7 separate regions of the Mus musculus genome follow, and all the other regions are linked to region 4. Evidence: chromatin contacts called from public Hi-C and HiChIP or PLAC-seq data. All regions are on one chromosome and are shown on one strand. Each heading gives the region's core, a stretch centred on a gene start, on an enhancer-like site or on the middle of the called end of the contact. The rest is flanking DNA. Distances are from core to core; before and after follow the strand shown.

What was found. Hi-C and Micro-C count contacts between places; a contact is called where the count stands out from the background. HiChIP or PLAC-seq counts read pairs in DNA pulled down with a chosen protein or histone mark.
Region 1: an H3K27ac HiChIP or PLAC-seq map of heart atrium shows a contact between it and region 4, with 10 times the contacts expected there. The contact joins two enhancer-like sites. A contact is called at or near these places in 1 of 15 datasets of contacts at CTCF or cohesin (large pre-B cells), 1 of 484 Hi-C or Micro-C datasets (bone marrow-derived macrophages), 1 of 115 datasets of contacts at active chromatin or transcription factors (heart atrium) and 1 of 9 other capture datasets (embryonic stem cells).
Region 2: a Hi-C map of cerebellum shows a contact between it and region 4, with 2.1 times the contacts expected there. The contact joins two enhancer-like sites. A contact is called at or near these places in 1 of 15 datasets of contacts at CTCF or cohesin (large pre-B cells), 3 of 484 Hi-C or Micro-C datasets (bone marrow-derived macrophages, cerebellum and nephron progenitors), 1 of 115 datasets of contacts at active chromatin or transcription factors (bone marrow-derived dendritic cells) and 1 of 9 other capture datasets (embryonic stem cells).
Region 3: a contact with region 4 is called in a Hi-C map of cerebellum, with 2.8 times the contacts expected there. The contact joins two enhancer-like sites. A contact is called at or near these places in 5 of 484 Hi-C or Micro-C datasets (the HPC-7 cell line, bone marrow-derived macrophages, cerebellar granule neurons and 2 more).
Region 5: a Hi-C map of muscle stem cells shows a contact between it and region 4, with 1.6 times the contacts expected there. The contact joins two enhancer-like sites. A contact is called at or near these places in 4 of 484 Hi-C or Micro-C datasets (bone marrow-derived macrophages, cerebellar granule neurons and muscle stem cells) and 1 of 115 datasets of contacts at active chromatin or transcription factors (embryonic stem cells).
Region 6: a contact with region 4 is called in a Hi-C map of uterus, with 4 times the contacts expected there. The contact joins two enhancer-like sites. A contact is called at or near these places in 2 of 15 datasets of contacts at CTCF or cohesin (the NIH/3T3 cell line and pro-B cells), 2 of 484 Hi-C or Micro-C datasets (bone marrow-derived macrophages and uterus), 2 of 115 datasets of contacts at active chromatin or transcription factors (cardiomyocytes and heart atrium) and 1 of 9 other capture datasets (embryonic stem cells).
Region 7: an H3K27ac HiChIP or PLAC-seq map of cardiomyocytes shows a contact between it and region 4, with 7 times the contacts expected there. The contact joins two enhancer-like sites. A contact is called at or near these places in 1 of 15 datasets of contacts at CTCF or cohesin (the NIH/3T3 cell line), 3 of 484 Hi-C or Micro-C datasets (the 3T3-L1 cell line, bone marrow-derived macrophages and embryonic fibroblasts), 1 of 115 datasets of contacts at active chromatin or transcription factors (cardiomyocytes) and 1 of 9 other capture datasets (embryonic stem cells).

What each region holds. Positions count from the first base shown.
Region 1 is chr10:37,859,905-37,862,604 of GRCm38.p6, forward strand. No RefSeq gene overlaps it. Among named protein-coding and RNA genes, the nearest start is that of Gm46220, 200 kb to the right of the region's middle. Within about 2 kb of position 1,252, at least 24 of the 459 cell types and tissues checked have an H3K27ac peak or open chromatin away from gene starts, as enhancers often do. A contact at or near this core is called in heart atrium, where this site is marked.
Region 2 is chr10:37,811,050-37,813,786 of GRCm38.p6, forward strand. No RefSeq gene overlaps it. Among named protein-coding and RNA genes, the nearest start is that of Gm46220, 250 kb to the right of the region's middle. Within about 2 kb of position 1,427, at least 59 of the 459 cell types and tissues checked have an H3K27ac peak or open chromatin away from gene starts, as enhancers often do. A contact at or near this core is called in cerebellum, where this site is marked.
Region 3 is chr10:37,906,638-37,909,337 of GRCm38.p6, forward strand. No RefSeq gene overlaps it. Among named protein-coding and RNA genes, the nearest start is that of Gm46220, 150 kb to the right of the region's middle. Within about 2 kb of position 1,289, at least 9 of the 459 cell types and tissues checked have an H3K27ac peak or open chromatin away from gene starts, as enhancers often do. A contact at or near this core is called in cerebellum, where this site is marked.
Region 4 is chr10:37,077,345-37,080,064 of GRCm38.p6, forward strand. No RefSeq gene overlaps it. Among named protein-coding and RNA genes, the nearest start is that of Marcks, 60 kb to the right of the region's middle. Within about 2 kb of position 1,292, at least 100 of the 459 cell types and tissues checked have an H3K27ac peak or open chromatin away from gene starts, as enhancers often do. A contact at or near this core is called in cerebellum, heart atrium, muscle stem cells and 1 more, where this site is marked.
Region 5 is chr10:37,681,781-37,684,714 of GRCm38.p6, forward strand. No RefSeq gene overlaps it. Among named protein-coding and RNA genes, the nearest start is that of Gm31330, 250 kb to the left of the region's middle. Within about 2 kb of position 1,516, at least 13 of the 459 cell types and tissues checked have an H3K27ac peak or open chromatin away from gene starts, as enhancers often do. A contact at or near this core is called in muscle stem cells, where this site is marked.
Region 6 is chr10:37,719,578-37,722,277 of GRCm38.p6, forward strand. No RefSeq gene overlaps it. Among named protein-coding and RNA genes, the nearest start is that of Gm31330, 280 kb to the left of the region's middle. Within about 2 kb of position 1,339, at least 9 of the 459 cell types and tissues checked have an H3K27ac peak or open chromatin away from gene starts, as enhancers often do. A contact at or near this core is called in uterus, where this site is marked.
Region 7 is chr10:37,759,492-37,762,322 of GRCm38.p6, forward strand. No RefSeq gene overlaps it. Among named protein-coding and RNA genes, the nearest start is that of Gm46220, 300 kb to the right of the region's middle. Within about 2 kb of position 1,335, at least 1 of the 459 cell types and tissues checked has an H3K27ac peak or open chromatin away from gene starts, as enhancers often do.

The sequences.
Region 1 (2,700 bases), core at 2-2,501, 780 kb after region 4:
CCAGCTGTATATGTAGCAGAGGATGGCCTTTTCTGGCATTAATAGGAGCAGCAGCTCTTGAAGGCTCAATGCCCCAGTTTAGGGAAATGCCAGGATGGTGAGGTGGGAGTGCGTGGGTGCATGGGGAAAGCACCCTCATAGAAGCAGGAGAATAGGGAATGAGATAGGAAGTTTGCAGAGGGGAAACCAGGAAAGCAGATAACAGGTGAAATGTAAATAAGTTAAATATCAAATAAAAAATGTAAAAAAAAAAAAACAAAACAAATAATACAGTGTTAGATTCTGATAGCTCATCTTTTAGTCTTTCATCATTTATCTATCTCTATGCCTAGTTACCATCCACCATTGTTCTATCATCTATATAACATTTCATCAATATATTAGTCCATTAGTATTAAGAATATAAAACAAGCTGGGCATGGTGGCACACACCTTTAATCCCAGCACTTGGGAGGCAGAGGCAGGCAGATTTCTGAGTTCAAGGCCAGCTTGGTCTACAAAGTGAGTTCCAGGATAGCCAGGGCTACACAGAGAAACCCTGTCTCAAAAAACAAACAAACAAAAACAAACAAACAAAAAGAATATAAAACAAAGTTTACATGTACCAAGGACATAAACACAATTACATGAACACAAATTTAATTGTGTGAGCTAGAATAAAAATCTCAGTTTGAAGACTACAAACCATTTTTCCTCTGAACACAAATATAGTTTCTCCTCCTCTACAAGTACTTCACAGAGAAATCAAAAATCAAAATCGAGTACAAAATACAGAAACATGTTTTTTTATCACCTTCCCCATGGTGGCTCCTGCTCTACTTGAAAACTATGTCTGGACAGACTTATTTGTAAGAATTCCTTGAGGATCTTTTATGTTGAATAAAATGTATCATTTCTCTCCAAAAATTTAAATACATAGAAATAGAAGTCCAACATCACAAAGCAAACCTAGCCCTTGGTAGTGAGAACCCCTAACATGGAGGTCAAAGAATCCATCTCAATCCTTACATCCTTGCTTCCTTTCTGTTCATGAATTTAGCAATTGGCTCTAAGTGGTCTCCTGTCTGTAGCATTATATACCTCCCAGTGTGACATTAAAGTTGAAGCTGTTTTTCATAGCCAAATAACTGCTTGTGTGGGTGTGCCAGGCTTCTCCTACATGATTTATTCTCTGGTGATTTATGCTAGCTGTGGAGGAAGGGTCCTGTGCCTGCAAGCTGTGCATGTGGATCATGACCACATACTCTTCCCAGGTGAAAACAGACAGAGGAAAAGCAAACTCTTCCTGCAGGAGCAGCCCCACTCTGAAGGCCCCTCCACAGCTGCGAGACGGGCCACCTGGGCCACGGCCCCTTTCAATAGCTGGATATCCTGTTCAGTTTTGCTCCTGCAGAGCTGTCCAGGACAATCGCCTGGGAAGTGAATTGTTACTTTCCAGGGGTTTTAAGCTTGCCAAGATTAGTTAGGAAAACACAGTTTGGGGTTATACAAATTCCAAATATTCTGGCTCCCTTGTTGCCTGAAATTCGAGAGAAAGAAAAAGTATTTGTGGTGTTTGTGAGTTTACATGTGTTTTGAAGCAAGAGTTCCTGTATGAAAATATATAAATTATCAGATGTTTCTGTATGCAAGCCACCACATCCTTTAAAATGGAACAATTAAAATACAGGCACTCCCTGTGTGCCTCTAGGAATAACAAGCCAAAACTGTTCTTAGATATGACAAAGAAACGCTGACTGTGAAGGTCCAAAAGCATTGTTTAAACTTCACTGGATATACAATGGCTTCAAATTTTAGAAAATGTATTCATTTAAAATTGTCTTAATGATCTAGAAAGAAATAGAACTAATAATAAAAAGGGAGAGAGAGAGACAGAGACAGAGAGACAGAGAGAGACAGAGAGTGCTCTGTGACTAAGACCATTTACTATACAGTCAGGAGGACCTGTGTTTAGACTCCAGTACCCACATCACAAACCAGGCATCCTCCAAATCTCTGTGACTCCAATTCTAGCCCTAGCCCCTCAGGATCTTGCCAGAGAATGGTTTTGTGCACTGTGTATTCAAATGCTGAACACTGTGCCCAGAGATCTGGTTGCAATCCAAACATTGGTATCATTTGTATCTTTAGAGCATCTCCTGTCTCAATGCTGTGTAAAGATTGTTTTTCATCACCTCTGATTGGTTAATACATAGCTGATTCAGCCAATAGCTGGGCAGGAAAGAAGAGACAGGACTTTCAGGCCCAATGTGACGGGTCTCTGGTGGGGACCAGAGGGAGGGAGAGATTAGCCATGAGCAGAGTTCCAGTTCCTCACCATGAGGACACTGCCAGCAGGAACAACCAGAGCAAGACTAAAATGACAAATAAGTAGTGGGGCAAGTGGCTGGAAAGTATACCTGGCTGGCATAGTCAGATTAAAATATCTCAGAACCTGCCCATTTTAGTGCCTGGAGTTTTTAATATAAATACAAGGTCTCTATGTTATTTATTGGGGAGATAAAGGGCAAATAGAAAAGCACCCTCCCTCCAATTTACTTTACAGGATCTATGTCTGTCCTCCACATTCAGAGTTAAGTGCACCTACAAACATTTGTGTGGATACACTCATGTAGACACACAGACACATAGACACAAATAAATGGTTCCTTAATAGAACAGAGAAACAATTATAGAAGGGAAAGGCTGTTTGTGTCTTTC
Region 2 (2,737 bases), core at 177-2,676, 730 kb after region 4:
GGCTGGCTTAAGATGGAAATTTGAGCCTATCTCTTTTAATTTAAGGTCTTGACTTGGTCTATCAGACACTATGAGTTGGTCTAGTTGGCTATCTTGCAAGTTCCAATCTGTCCTCTTCATAGCTATCATTTTTGATCAGACATATCAACTGATTTAAGTTAATTAGCTAAATCCTACAAAGTTTTTGAGATCTTACTGAGTTTATTTAGCTGATATCTTTTTTTATAATTTTGATAAAGGTTTTCCTCTCCTTTAGAGAACACAAGACCCCTCAGTTTATGTGTATCAAGACAGAAATTAGCTTTTCAAGAGAACACATCTTTCAGTTGCTTCTTGAAAATATGCTTCATTAGGAGAATCTGACTTTGTTGAAAGCTGTGATGTAAAAACTGTGATCAGCAAAACATACGAAAATAATCTTCTTTTTGGCCATCAATGATTTTGACCCATTGTTTCTCTAGAGATAAATGACATGATGCAATTTTATTTTAAATTTTGATGAATTATTCTTTTTCATTTAATTAGCATCACCAGGTAGTATTGAGACATGAAATCCGGCTGAATACAATGTTTTCTCTGCCGTGTCATTAGTGAAATAGCAGGAGTGTAATCAAATGTGACCCTTATGCTTTCTTTTTCAAAATGCTGTCAACAGAACTGGCTCCTCAGTTTGCTAAGATTCATCAGTGAGAGGATAGAAAGTTGAGTGAGATTTGAAGCAATATCCTCATTAGAGTTTCTTTTAATCAGTCTCTCTCTCTGTATATACACAGAATTTAAAGGGGGAAATACAAAGCCATACCATCACAGTTCTAGCCTGATATTTATGTTTGGCTGACATGAGAGGGTACCTGAGGCCAAGGTGACATTTAAAAGAGTGGTTACCTAGTCTGTCATCTCACTTCTGCAATTCATGTGGTACTGTGTGTCACATGAAGTTATCAGGAAATGGTGTGGAAAGTACGGTTCTTACTCTCAGTAGATTGTGGGAAACCTAGGGGATTCTGACGTGTGCTTTAAAAATATATTTCAAAACTTCTAAAAGGCATGATTTCGAAATGTGATTGGCTGGCTACTGGTGATTTTCAGACTAAAAATTAATCTGCTTGCAATGAAACCCACGTGAACCACGGCCATTGGGAGTATAGAAATTAACTTGAAGACGTGCAGTTTTCCATTTTATTTATCAAGCATTCACAACCAAAACAAGGCTATTTTTTATGGTTACAATCAAGTGCCTTCATGCCTGAATTCAAGCTTCCTAAATCAGAAAGTGCCAGAAATTACACTTTGAACCTCCAAATCATTTGAGTTGAACAGTAGTGTATTTTTGGAGACCAAATGTGCTCTCATATCCTTCCAACTCTGTAAAACCAAACAAGCAGGAATGTCATTATCTGGACATCCAGTCTTCATCCCTCACAAGTGACTCTGTCTTCCAGTGACACTGTTCCCCTGCTCCAGACAGAGCAGCAACTGTTCCCCAGTGTACATTTCCATTGCATCCCCCATCTTCTCTCCCTCCCCCTCCCCTCCCCCTTTACAGCCACAAATGCTTCAACAGAAGTGGGGGAAGATCCAAAGAATCCCCTTTACTAACTAGAACTAAGATGAATTGTGTCAGAGTTCAGAGCTTCGTTGTTGCTTGGCATGAAATTACTGCCCGTGGTTTCTGCCAAGGCGGGTGTCAGCTGGTGAATTATAACAGTGGCAGACAGGACTGAGATAAGCAGAAAATACAATGGCAGCTGCTACACAGAACTATTCTTTCTGGCCTAGTGAATACAAAAATACATTGTGTAAATAAAGACAGACAGCTTCTTTATGCAATTGTCTGCTACTGTGCAACTGCTAAGGAACAAGTATTGATTCCTGAAAATAGCCCCAGACACTTGAATGCAATATGCTTTTACACGTGAGATGACTGGGTTATTAAGAAAGCAACAATAAATCTAACTTCCTAACATTAGAGTTGAACCTTCAGGTAAATAAAGTATACCACTGTGTTACGTTACATTTCTGAACTTGAGCATTTCTTCAAAGCATGTCTTTCATTCAAGTCCACAATTCTTTATTGTGTTTTGAGTGTGAAATCTAGGGCTGTGATTGAGTTTTCATCAATTATAAAATAAGTGCTGTATCAGGGCTCTTGCTTAGATTGCCACAACAAAGTGCCATCCTCTGGAATGGCTTAAACAACAGACGTTTGTTTTCTTGTGATGCTCTTGGCTGGATATACTTCATTAAGACCTGACACAGTTGGTTTCTGGTAATAGATTCTTGGCTTGTAGAACAATGCATTTTTTCTCTGTGTTATATCTGGCTTTATAGCATCTACTTACTAATCTGTTTATTTTTTGAAAGCATTTTGCTATGTGGCCCATCATTAATCACCTGGGCCAGAGCTATCTTCCTAGCTTTGTCTCCTGAATAGCTGGGACTATAGTGTGCCACCACACTTGGGTCACTTACTAAAAGGGCACTAATTCTATCAGTTTAGGATCCCATATATAAGTTTCTATGTAATTTTTATTACTTTTTTAAACTTTAATTACTTTTTTTTTGTTCCCACTTTAAACAGTCAGAGTTTTTATGTTTCTGCCCAGAAAGTTTGGTAGGATAACATGGTATTCTTTATGTAAAAGTGCCCTAGGCACACTTGATTTTTTTAAAATTTTTTTAATTTTTAATTTTTTTTTTTCGAGACAGGGTTTCTCTGTATATCCCTGGCTGTTCT
Region 3 (2,700 bases), core at 39-2,538, 830 kb after region 4:
CTAAGGTCTATTATTGTGTAATTATCTTATTTCAGTTTGGAAAATCTAAGAAATATTCATAAGTGAACATGTAGCCAAGAAAGAAGCTTGCACAGCTGACAGAAATATACAGGAAGTTTGTGTTGCTGACAGTGATGATCTCATCTTTAAGGTAGTTAATGAGAATGGATGTTAAGAAAGGGAAAGAAAAAATGGACAGTAACATGCTAGGAGAAAAAATTCCATGAGATTTAGTGACGATTATAGGGAATAGGCACAAAAGACGTATGAGCGGTGAAGAATTTGTTCTGTGCTTTACATTGGAAAGGTTTGTTCATTTTGAATGTTTGTGAAGCAGATCAAATAGGAGAACAGATTCTAGAGCAGCCAGTGAACTGATACACTGACTCCCATAAGAAGGTTAGGCACCCTAGGGCACAGTGGGAAGGTGTGGCTTCAATGGAATAATTAATCTTCCAACATGAACACAAATGAGATAAGCATAATTTGGTCCAGTTGACCAGACTGAAAATGTTAAGTGAGAAATCATGCAAGATATGGAAATAAGGATGGATGAATTTAGATCATGAAGACAACAGGAAAGCTTTGGGAATTGAAGAAGAGGTAGAGGGCAGGAAAAGAACTTAGCAAACTGAAACGCCAATATTTGGAATATTGAATTGTAATAAAATGGATGGTTTTCTAAATAATCCAGTGCCAAATAGTTATAATAAGTAAAACAGTCCATTGCACAAAGAGATAGATAGATTGCACCATAGGACAAAGAGAGATATCCAAGATCAACAAGTCCCCAGAAAGAAATGGTTTAGATGACTCACTGTAAGATGTTTAAGTTGAATAAAAGTAATTGATTAGATTAAGGTGCAAACCACTTCTGATCCTGCAGTTTTCAGGCAAGATAGCTAACCACCAGCATCACCAACTTATGCAAATGAAAAGAATAGCATTTTGTGTGTGAAAGAATTAGGAAATTCAGTATGAATCTGGTGGAAATTGTGCTAGTGCTATACATCATAAATGAAAATGTGCCCTTCTTTCTATTATTTTTGGAGCAAAAATATGTGTTCTCTATTTAGAAAATAAACATGTGCAAAGATGTAAGAAAGATGCCAGGTGCCCATGGCAACATCTTCTTTTAAAGGAAAAGCATTCTGAGAGATGTAGAGTACTGCTAATTTCAATTCCAGTTATTTCAAACCCAAAACAAATAAGGTAACTTCTCAACTGGCCCTATGGAACATGAGAATGCTTCAGGCTTGTTGGAATTAAGGAGCCATATGGAACTTGTAGTGAGCTTCTAACTGAGACAGATGGCTACAGAATGGAGCCAGCCTTGAGGCTGTGTAAACACCCCAGTGACCGTGAGTAGCCAATTAAGAATTGAGACAAGAGGGAAATGTCATTTCAATTCCTGTGGAAAAAAATATCTATCTGCTATACTCATCCTTGTTGCCTTTAAAAACTCATCTACATGGTCCATGGCTCTAAACTGGAGTCTGTGAAAATTTCTTCCAAACCACCCAAAGTAAGCATCCGAATTCCTGTTCTTTTCTAAGGACCACAGGGATTCAGGTTTCTGCTTCCACGGGGTGGGGGTGGGGTGGGGAATCTAGCACGTTATTAGCTCCGGTGTTGTTTTCAGTAAACCCGCAGTGAATCCTTTACCTCCTAGAATAACTATATCTCCAAGATACATTTATACTTCAGATAAACTCTAAATACTTGCCTCCTACTAATCACTCCATAATTCTGATGATAACAAAGGGAAAGCCATGGTTTCATAGGTCATGAAAAAGACTGGTTAGTGGAAAAGTAGCACAGGGTGCATTCTAAGAGAAGTGATGCACTCTGATCACAGCTGAAAATCGACTGTCTACTCACACCTGTCAGCCTCTTTCTCAAGGAAGGGCTGGCTGGTTTTGCCATCTCAAAATGAACAAAGATGACTACAGAGATGAGAAAGAAAAATGAACATATGAACATAGGATATAACACACTCATGCCAAAGCAAAGGTAAATTAAACTAATTTTCAAAAGCATCATTTAATCAAAAATTGGAAAAAGTAGTGAAGGCTAGAACAAAAATATATAGCACAGAATATGCAGGGAACCAGATAAATTACCTTCAAGTGGGGATAACATGAAGAATTTTAAAGGCAGTCTTAGATATTTGACCTTGAAGACTGGTGCTTTAAAGAGCTACTCCTTCTCTAGTTTTTGTGGACTGTATCGTGGGTATTCTGTACATTTCTTTTCTTCTTGTTTGTTTGTTTGTTTGTTTATGGCTAATATCCACTTATTTAGTGACTACATTCCATGCATGTTCTTTTGGGTCTGAGTTACCTCACTCAGGATGATATTTTCTAGTTCCATCTATTTTGCTTTCAAAACACAGGATGTACTCTTTCTTAATAGCTGAGTAGTATTCCACTGTGGAAATGAGCCCCATTTTCTGTATCTATTCTTCTGACCTGGGACATCTGGGTTGTTTCCAGCTTCTGGCTATCACAAACAAGGCTGCTATGAACATAGTGGAACATGTGCCCCCATGGCACTGTAAGGCATCTTTTCGGTATATTCCCAAGAGTGGTCCTGCTGGACCTTCAGGTAGATCCATTTCCAATTTTCTGAGGAACCTCCATAGTAATTTCCAGAGTGGTTGTACCAGTTTGCAATCCTACCAACAATGAAGGAGTGTTT
Region 4 (2,720 bases), core at 42-2,541:
TCGGAGTAGTTCATGCCTTTGAAACCTATTGCCTATTGCCTTTAGAGTGACTTTAGTGTAAAAACTTAAAATAGGCTGATGATCATGTCTGGAGCAAAGGTCACCCCCAAAGATGACACCTAAGCTGCACCCATTCCGTCTGTCCTCCAGCCTTGCTAAATATGTTTCTAAAGCACAATGTCCTAAAGGAACAAAGTTCCTCCCTTGACATCAGTTCAAGAAGGTCAAGAAGACAACACTAGGACAAGTCATTTGAGTGACCAGACCTTGCTTTCAGACTCCACAGTGGGGTCCTGGCGTCTGGAATAAACAAAAGCAAGAGAGGAGAGGAATGGAAACCAGCACTGAGGGCCAGCTGGCTGCATCCGAGGGTGGGGTTTGGTGGAGGTAGGTAACTAGGACCCCTCCTTCAATTCAACAAACACCTTCTGGAGCCTGACTCTCCAGGACGCTGGGTTTTGCTACAGGGAGAGTCAGAGCCACACCAAAGGCATGGAGGCTGAGCTGTACCTCTGGCCTGGGGGAACTACCAGCTGTGCTCTGGGGTAGAAGGTAGAGTGGGGGTGCAAAGAGCCTGCTAAGGTCTACAGCCCAGGAAACCCCTGTGGCACCAACAGGATCCTTCAGTGTGCACCAGGGCAGGTAGAGGTCTGCGGCTGTATACCACCCAGGCTGGCCTCAAACCCTGTGCCACCATGTCTGACACTGTCTTGAGGGTTTATCAGCATCCAACCATGTGACTTTTACACAATGCCTATGGCAGTCTGGAGAGTGGAAAGGGTCTTTTCTCCCTTTTGACTAAACGATGAGTAAGCCACACTTTCTTGTGTTTGAAATGGCTTTAGAGTGTAGAAAAATATCCACACGACCTGTCGGTTGGTATTGAGTACTGATAGCTACCAAGGCTGGCAATTAGAAAAGAAAAAAATAGCTTGGGTCAGGAAAGCAAAAAGGCATCCAGTCTCTTAAGACACAAGGCTCTAAATACCTCCCAGGGTTCCACAAAAGGCCATGCTTGTTTTTTCTTTTGACTTAACTCATCCTGTTTCTGTTTCCAGAGCCCCAATGCAAGTGGAATTCATCAGCCAAAAATACAAATAAGAATAGAAACGGGGAAAAAAAATCTGCTTCTTCTAAAGACTTTTAACGTGCATTCAGCTTGCTGTTACTAGATAAGGACTAAGTCCTTTTCTGTGCTGGGAACCCTAAGTAGTCACATAGGCCTATTATGTCTTAAATGCTGCCCGTGGCCCTGGAACAATGAGCCTGAGGTCCAGGAGCTGAAGCAGTAGGCAGCCTGCCAAGTTCAACACAGGCCAGTCTGAAGAGCAAGGCCTGCTGGGAGCTGCTTCCTGCTCTGCATAGATGCAGGGCAAAGATTTTCCATGCTGGCTTTCAGCATGCACGTTCCACACCGAAGGCCCAGACCAGTGATGACCTGTACTGACATTTTCCATGACATTCTTTGTTTTGTTTTCTGCTTGATAGTATAACTTCGGGGTTTCTTTTTTTGTAACAATCGCTTGGCAAAGATTACTCTTAGATGTCATAGGGGAGTCACCAGACACAGCTAGATTCTCCCCTGGGCAGACATCTCTTTTTTAAATGGAGCTTCATGGGAATTTACTGGATTATTTGTGGAGGAACCCTTTGCTGCACAGCTGTTGGTCAAGAATGTGCCTTGCTTGTGGAAATAAAAGAAGTGGCAGTGGAGCCTTATGATAATGTGCATAAGGAATTAAAAACTGAATTTAAAAATAGGAAATGCAGGGTGCTGGAGAGATGGCTCAGTGGTTAAAAGCATGGCATTGCTCTGAGCTCCTCCCTGATCCACAGTCACCTGTTAATGCCAACTCTGAAAGTCCTGACTTTCAGCTTTTTCTTGACTCTGGACGCCTGTACTCACCTAAACACAGACAAATACTCACGCACACACATTTTAAAAATCTTTTAAAATGGACTACATATTGCTTTATCTCCATTTAGAGCAACATTCTTGTAAAGTGCCATATTTTTTGCCTACATTTGCCTTCATTGGAGACACATCACATGCCCTTATAGCAACCAGGCTCAACCTCCAAGAGAATGGTTGATACTAATTGTCTTCTTTGCTGCACTTGGTGGCAAATGACCTGTACTGAGCATCCAGGAGTTTTTCACCCAGTACTGAACTCACATTGCTAGGTTTTCACGTCAGAGGAAATACAGCTGCATGCATTCACTGTGTGGCAGTCTCCAATACGACGCTTTCCAGGGGAGTTTTAAGATCAGTTTAGACTTTGCCTAATTTTTTTTTATGCATACATAACATGGATTCCACTTGGTGTGTGGCAGTGGTCCACGCCTATCCAGAGTGCTACTAACAAGAATTTATTTCCTTTGGGACATGTTTGGTATACTTCCAAAAAGTTCTTTGCTATGAGGACTCAATGAGTTTTCTGGAAGAGACAATTGCTGACTTTTGCCAGGAACCAAAGGCTCCTTCTGTTCCCTGAGCTTGGAAACGAGGACCATTGCTCCGCATGACTGCTACTCACACTTATGCAGCTTAAAGATATTTTATTGACTGTTTTGCATTTAGTGCTCCATCATGTAAATTACTGTACAGGTGTGCTGGCAGATCTCAGAAGATGTTTCCATAAGACTATTGAAAGAACTCACATGCTTTTCAGCAGACAAATCTTAACTGGGATATCTCTATACAAGGAAATATTATACAG
Region 5 (2,934 bases), core at 266-2,765, 600 kb after region 4:
TTGCTCATGAGCTTGCCTATATGCACCACAGTTTTACTTTGCCAAAACATGTCTTTTAGAAAATAGCAACATTCACACTGTACTACTTCCCAAATCCTTTATGGGAAGGAACTAGATATGCCCTCTAATTGGGATATATTTCAAGTTTTTTAGAAAACTGAGAAGAAAGAAGAAAGATAAGGTGGAATATATAACTGCTATGGTTTCATGATGAATTACATTCCCCAACACACTTGCAAACATGTACACACACAGAGAAACACACAGACACAAAGACACAGACACACATACACACACACATAAAGATGGAGCAGCCTGATTCCATCTTAATATTAAAAGCCACCTTATTACAAGGTCAAAATAGGTTTACTATGTTTTCTGTAAAACTTGGATTTGACCATGTCTTGACCTATTTTCTCAGTTTGACTTGTTCCATGCCCTATACCCTGATCTCCGCACTGATAAGATGTTCCGCAAAATACTTTTAAAATACCCTGCCAAGTTCATATATAACCAAAAACTTTTGAAAAGCTCCCTAGCCTTCCAGTTCGGGGGCTAATATAAACTCTATTTTCTCCTGTGTTTGATGCTGTTTTCTTAAGCCCTCCTTTAGGGAGGTAGCACAAAAGACAGAAAAGGAAGCTCTTTTAATTCAACTAAAAGAATCTTTACTCTGGTGAGATTAACAATTAGATCAAGACTTCAAATTATGAATCTGGAACTTCATCCCTAGACTCCAGAACTGAAATGCAGCCTTAGGAGGTACATACCTTGAAAGGAAATATTCCATGGCTCTGAGGTATGCTTTCAGTTTGGGATTGTTGGAGTGAACTCTTGCACTAAAAAGAAACTTGTAAGCACATATCTGAAAAGGCCTTTATTGGTGGGTCATAGAGGGCATCTCGTTTTGATGACATCTGGTACTGGTGGAATCCTGTCTGCCAGGCAGAGAGCTGTGTGATGAGGTAAATGAACTCATGTCCAGGGCACCAGCAAGACATTGTACTACCCACCTGAGTTTTTGGTGCCTGGTTATTGGTGCTCTCCATTTTGTTCTGTGGTTTGTCTGTCTCCTGCCCACTAGCACAAGCAAGCAGTCTCTCTGCCTACCTGGGTCTTGGATACTGGGATCTGGGACGGTAAATCTGTCAAGCTTGTTTAAATATATGGATGAAGGTGGTCACTGCACGTTTTGGTTTTGAACAATCTATTTGATTACATGAACATTCTATGTTCTACGTTTACTTGTTCAATTTTTGCTGAATCTGTCCCTTGAACATTTTATGTTCTGTGTTTACTAGGTTTTCTGTTTTGTTTTGTTTTATTCTTTTTCTGTTTCTAGTTTTTAAAATCTGCTGTAGGCCATCTGCCACAGATGCTGCCTGCCTCAGCAGCTCAAAAAAAAAAAAAATTCTTATCCCTTCCTGAGTCCACTGCTAGCTATTGGCTGGGATAAGCCACTGAATAATTGCATGCTATCAGGCAGGAAAGTAAGCAGTGCAAAGCTCTCAAGGAGTGCAATACTGCAGGGAGAAAAAAGTGGCCCTAAACTGGGAGGACAGGGCAGTCCCAGCAGGGGAGGACTGACCAGTGCAGCTGCTTTGGCTGTTTGCCTGATTTAATAACCAGGGCTCAGAATTTCTGTCTCTGAGCCTTCTCTGTGTTCATGTTGCTTCCTCTGCTCACTGGATTTAGTTTTTAGCTATGGAAAATGTTAAAATATTGTTTTATTTGCTGTTCTACCTTATCGAAAAACTGGTTCTGGAACTGAATTACAGCTCTCTCTTTTCTAGATCCAAGCATGTTTATTTAAAGGTTTCCTGACTGTCATGTGACAGATGATACACTGATTTTGTGACAAAACAAAAACAAAACACACAAACACAAAAAACAGACAGCAGAACAAAACAGTCCCTCTCCTCAAATTGGAAAACAACACTGAAAGTGTATAATAGATTACAATAATTAAATATGTAAATAAAATATAATTAAATATAGAAAAAGAGGCCTTTGATTTTTATTCCTCAATCAACGTAACATATTTGTTGGTTTTTAAATTGTTGTTGTTGTTTTCTACTATGTTCAATAACTATTTGCTCTTAAAGCAAACTAAATAATAGGCCTTCTGGATGTCAACTTTATCTCAAATGTCATATTCTAAGCCAAAATGTTTATCCTTAAATGTCCTCAAAATAATTGAGTCTGTATTTATCTAACCAGGGAGGGTATCATTTGATCTCTGCAAAGGTTCTTCTAATAATTTTGACTATTTTTCTTTACACTTTAAGTGGAGGACTAAACAAACAAACAAAATCCATTTAAAACTGTCAAGACAAAATCACTGCCGAAAGCAAAAGCAAATGCAAATAAGAGTGGAGATTTTTAAAAAAATCCTACCTCTTGATGAAAATCAGCCCAGGCGACCTCCTGGTTTAGCTCTGTTTGTGTCTCTGGCCAGATTTTGATGCCAATCTGAACGTTACTAGCAGGGACTGTCATCCCTAGTTGGGACTTCTAATTAAAATATAACTTAGAAGGACCATCAGAGGTTTAATGTCATGAGAGAGGGTCTGGCTACGATTTTGTGCAGATAAAGATGGCAAAAATCTGTATTAGTTTAGATAAAAAAGCTAATCAGCTAGGGCTATAATTGTCAGCACAAAACTTGAGATATTTGCTTTTTGGCAGAGCACCCAGGCCAACTGAAGTCTCTCACGGTGCCTCTCAAGCGTCTTCCTCTGCCTAGGGATTAAGTCCTCTTTGTTATGTTTTTGTAACAAACAAAAACAAATACAACAACAACAACAAAAACCCGCTTGCTGCTAGACATCACCAGAATGCTACATGAAATGATTTCTACATAGCTTTAGATATTTACAAACAGTGTGATTTTTTTTTTTTTAATCATGTGAAGAGCCAGTAAATATCTTAAAG
Region 6 (2,700 bases), core at 89-2,588, 640 kb after region 4:
TGCCTCCTGATGAATTTGCAGTGCCAAAGATATGCTATGTATCCACTTATGGAAACTATCACTTTAGAGTATCCTGAGTATTTTTGCTTTTTTGGAGATGATACCCCTTATCTTGATGGATATACAATATTGTTGGAAATGGTAAAGAAATGGTCATATGCTACCCTGTGTCTACTTCTCCCTGGGGTGGACTGGCAGGAAATAAGTTTAGCCAGGCTGCTGGGTGCAGGCAGGATCTTTGTCAGTGGTGAGGTGAGTGCATGGGTAAAGAATACACACCTACTGGCAACAACTTCAGAGAACTGGTTCAGGTTATTGCTGTGAAACAATAGCTATTTATACCTTTGTGGGGTGAGTCGGGGCTATAGAGTTGAGTGCACATCATTGGCTGGGGTCATGACGCTGGGGATGCCGAATTTACATAAGGAGGAATTCCAGGTGCTACTGGACATAATCTTATAAAGGGAAAGGAGGTTTAACCTTGCTATGGGATACTTGACTTCCTCTGATGAGACAAGGTTTAGGGGCACAGGGCTATCTGTGTCAAAACATGCAGGCATGCAGGGCTATGCTGATCTCAGGATGAGATTTCAAGGGTTTGGACACTTCTCAACCTCACTCTTGCTCTGGACCTGCTCCTTGTCCCATAGCTCACTGGCCCCATAATCAGATAAAGTCTTTGTTTTCAGAACTGACAGTCCAATGGATAGAGGACTGCACAATAGGATGGACTATTATGTGGTAGGTGAGTGATGCACTAGTATTCAGAAAGAACCAGTTTTTCCTCCTGGCAAATTCTTTCCCAGACCACACACTCAGAAAAGGTTTTCTCAGTCACTGGAAGATAACACCCATAGTGAGATGACTGGAGTATACACGTAAGTCATTTTGAACCAGGTGGGTTTTGGATAGTTTCAAAATAAAAAAATACAAAGCCTGTGGTTATGTCTCAGTTATAGATAGTGCACTTAACATGTACAGTGAAGAATGCTTGCTTCTTCAGTCCTTCTCAGCCCCAAACACCAAATGCTGATATTAGCAATGAAATGGCTAACCTCAGTCTGAGTTTCCCCATGATGTTTGGAAGACACATGTTTAATGTCTTAAACATTTTTAAGTAGTAGTCTGAACAGGCAAGAAAGTACAGAATGTTGTTGGGAGAAAAACCCATACTCCCACTGAAAGATGATCAAATATCTTAGATCCTTCAAAACCAGATGTGGACGTTGCGTTAGAAAGGTTTAGCCTGGGTTCACCTTTAAATGGTTAATGCTCATGAAGTCCTTGGCTGGAGGGCAGGACATCTGTGCAGGAAGAATGTGAGGTTGACTGACAAAAAGGAAGCCAAGTTAGATTCCTTCCTGAATAAGGGGCTATATTCAGACTGGCCAGCAGTAGAGTCAGGAAGAAGAAAATGTGCAAAAGAGGCTCTCAACAGCTGCTGTGGCAAAAGGAAACCAGTACTAGCCAACAGCAGTGCTGGTCAAAATAATTATCCAGAGTTTCCTTTCCTGTCTCCCTTCCCTCTGCAGCCTTGTAAGTAGAAGAAAGAAATAGAAGCCAAAGATAAGAAAACAATACACAAACAAGATTCAGCAGAAGCTAGTAGGAGGAGACTGAGGGTTGTTCAGTTCATAAGCAGTTTTGATCTGCAACACTCACATAAACTCTGGTTATGTTGGCATGAGTATGCAAACTCAGTATTTAGAGTGGATAAGGACAGAGACATGTAGTTCCCTCAGGTTTAATGGTCAGCCAGTTAAAACAATTGGTTGAGTTGTAGGATCACAGCATGACCCAGAGGCTCTATGTCTACTGGCATCTACTCATATTCACACATGTATACACACACACACACACACACACACACACACCATACACTAGAAGTGAAGGGTGAGATTGGTTTCATAGAGCAAGGCAATGAGCTAAGAATAGTTATAGAGACATCAAGCATGGAGATAGCAGAGCATGCACTGAGTGGCAGCTGCCTTACACTGTGTTGTAGACCAAAGGATTACACAGGTCTAGAACCTGGGAGATGCTCCTGAGATCAGCTGATTCTTCATGTATCTTTCAAGGCCTCATTAATTCTCTGCTCTCACATCCCATATTCTCTCTTATAGAGTAGCAAAACCAACAGAAACGGAAGCATAGTCCCTTTGCCTGCAAAACTCAGGATATCTTCATTCTTTATAACTAAGTAGCATTCCATTATGTATATGAACCACATTTTCTGTATCCATTCTTCTGTCTTGGGACATCTGGTTTGTTTCCAGCTTCTGGATATCACAAACAAGGCTGTTATGAACATGATGGAACATGTGCTCTTGTGGCATGGTGGGGCATCTTTCCCAAGAAGGTTATTGCTGGGTTTTCAGGTAGATCTATTTCCAGTTTTCTAAGGAACCTCCAGATTGATTTCCAGAGTGGTTGTACCTGATTGTAATCCACCAACAATGGAGGAGTGTTCCTCTTTCTCCACATCCTCTCCAACATCTGCTGTTACCTGAGGTTTTGATCTTAGCCATTCTGATTGGTGTAAGGTGGAAGGAATATCAGGGTTGGTTTGATTTGCATTTCTCTGATCCTGAGTTTTGCAGGCAAATGGATGGAATGAGAAAATGCCATCCTGAATGAGGTAACTCAAACCTAAAAGGATATGCATGGTATGTACTTATTAGTAATATTACCTCCCCCCAA
Region 7 (2,831 bases), core at 85-2,584, 680 kb after region 4:
CTTTTCCAGACCTGATCCTAGGACCCTAGCTTACTAGTTTTGGCATTTTGGCTTGCTTGGTATTTGTTCTCCAATCCATAGATGTGTGGCCTAAACTCCTTGCTGCTCCAGCCACTGAGTTGCATCCACAGTCTACATTTTTTATGCTCTCCTTTCAGCCAAACACATCTTTTCCTTGTGTTCCAGGTTTGTGTGCCTTTTAAATGCCACTGGGGGAAAATATCTACTAAACTCCACAATTAAACATCAGTTTGTACTGATGTTTCCCTCTATGGACACACAATTCAGGCATTTCACAGTAGCCTATTTTATCCAGTTTTGCAATTTCAGGCTTTTGATACACTCGCTCACAACAAGGATCATACTGTACTTTTATTGCAGTCATATGGCCAATTACACATTATCTAACACTTTTATGATTTAGTTTTACAGTTAATAAAAAGGAAGATAAATCATTTTCCTTGATATTAGATATTTGTTTGATATCATTTAACAAATTTATATTAGTGAAGCAGCTTTCCAAATATCCAAATTAAATTCTATAAAAGTAGAATTTTATCTTTTAGTACTTTCAATTCTATATGTGACACACTTAAAATGATTTCATTGAAAGTACCAGGTAGTCATTAATTGCCTACTGGCACTATAAATGTTATTGTGAAGCATCAAAGATACAAAATGAATATTTCCCTCTAAGAATTCTGTATTTGGAACAGATTGTTCTTCCTAACATATAACCCTCTTACCTAACACTGATCAAATTACAACACAGCTTGCTTTAAGATCGAATGATATGTTTGTGTTTAGCTTGTTTTAAGTCACATGTTTGTCTTTAGTTATTCAATGAAAACAAAGATAAAATTGAAATAAAATATTTTTAGTTTTTTATAGGTTTCATGTACATGTTCTGCTATCTAGCCAGCAGCTCACAAACAAAGATTTTTCCAAAATAATCTTTACATTCTTTTATTGGAACAATATTACTGATATAAACGATGATGTTTTTACTAAACAGAATCCTGTGAAGAAACCACATACTATCCATCTAGACAGATCTCAGTTACATTTTGCCTAATGACAGAGTAGTTCCATTTATAAGTTCCATATGTAAGTTTTATACATCATAAAGCTTCGAATTTGACCAAACTTAGACCTTAGGCATCTTTTGTGTGAGGAAATATGTATGTGTGTGTGTGTATTCATTCCAACTGTTATCTTCTGCACAATTTTAAGACCTGACATCTTGCAAAATCCATCCAGTTCAGCTGTCTTATCTTGTATGTCTCGACCAATGTATTTATTTCTGCCTTACTGGCCGGCAGCAACTTCTGCAAACCATCTGGAAGCACAATTCATCAGATCACATCCTTTCTCTTCCTGACTTGTCTAAGATAACAACTGCTGAGTGAAGTATTAAGCCCTTGTTCTTCCCAAAGGATCCATTTTGGATGCAAACCCCTGACTTAGTTTATTAGTTATAAAACTTTGGTTTGGCAACTTCACCAGACTAACAATATTTATGTGTATAACCATTGAAAGAAGATAGTGTTCACACTATTTTTCCTACTTGATTGCTTGTCTTTTTGTTGTCTGATTCTGCAGAAAGTCAAAGGTGGTAGAGTCATACTTCACAGTGTGTGTCTTTAAGTAACATCTGTGAGTTTTGCAGCTAGACAGAAACAGTGCTCATAGTATGGAGTACAACTGAGGGTGAAGCATTTAGACAGCAACCCTGAGACAACAAGGTCATCTATATGATTTATTTTCTGAACATGACAATAACGCAATATGATGAGAAGGCATTGCCCATCGATAAATGCAGTCCACTTTTTGGACAAACCAGACAATGCCCCTATGTGATGAGTTATTCTTGGCAGAAGCTTTTTGTCAGTTAGTACAGGATCAAGGACTTCTGTCATATAAATATTAAAAGAAGTAGAGTGGCAATTAAGACATGAAGACAGGATGAAATTAATGAGTATTATGTCTCAAGATCAGATTTGATAAACACATTGAAGAAAGAGTCTGAGGCTATTTTCAATGGCTCTACATGTTGCACTTACCTCCTGCAGGATGAGTAACCCATATCTATTTGGTTTTGGATCTGCTTTGCATCTGAGAACAGGATACTGTGAGATATCACCATCACTGCTCATGAGTCCACATGTATCTGCTTCCAAGTATTATCTGTAACACCACAGTTGACTTAGTAGGAGAGATGCTATAAAACACTGAGCAACATCTTTTATGAATTATTAATGTTCTTATTGTTGTATTGATATGTGCTCACTTCCTGTAAGCCATACATTTGTAATTTTTCATAGAAAACTATGCTCATATTTTATGTTCATCAAAATTTAGTTTACTTGACATATTTAAGAAATTACCCTTTCATTAAAAAGATAATTTTGATTAGAAGAAAATGTCATTCAGATAGAATTTAAATATTACCATTTTGTTGCATTGTGTTTCTGACTTTGAGAACTGGTTGTAAATTGAAAAGAAGGGCACAGTCTGGTGAGAGATGTCCATCTAAGGACCTCTCATTAAATATTTAATAGTTTTTTTTTGGCTACTTAGTATATAAAAGACATGGCAACATACTTGAAAAGAGAAAATTTGTGTCCTCTGTTCTTTAAACACTCTTAACCTGGTGAAGAACACTGGGCTGGGAGCATGACTCAGTGAGTGTGATGGTTAGCTTGTCAACCAGAAACAATCAAACAAACAAGCAAAACCTAGAAACACCTGGGAAGCGAGTCTGGATGAGGGATTGTAAAACAGGTGGCCCTGCTGGCTTGTTTGTTGGGCAATTGTCTCAATTGTCTTAA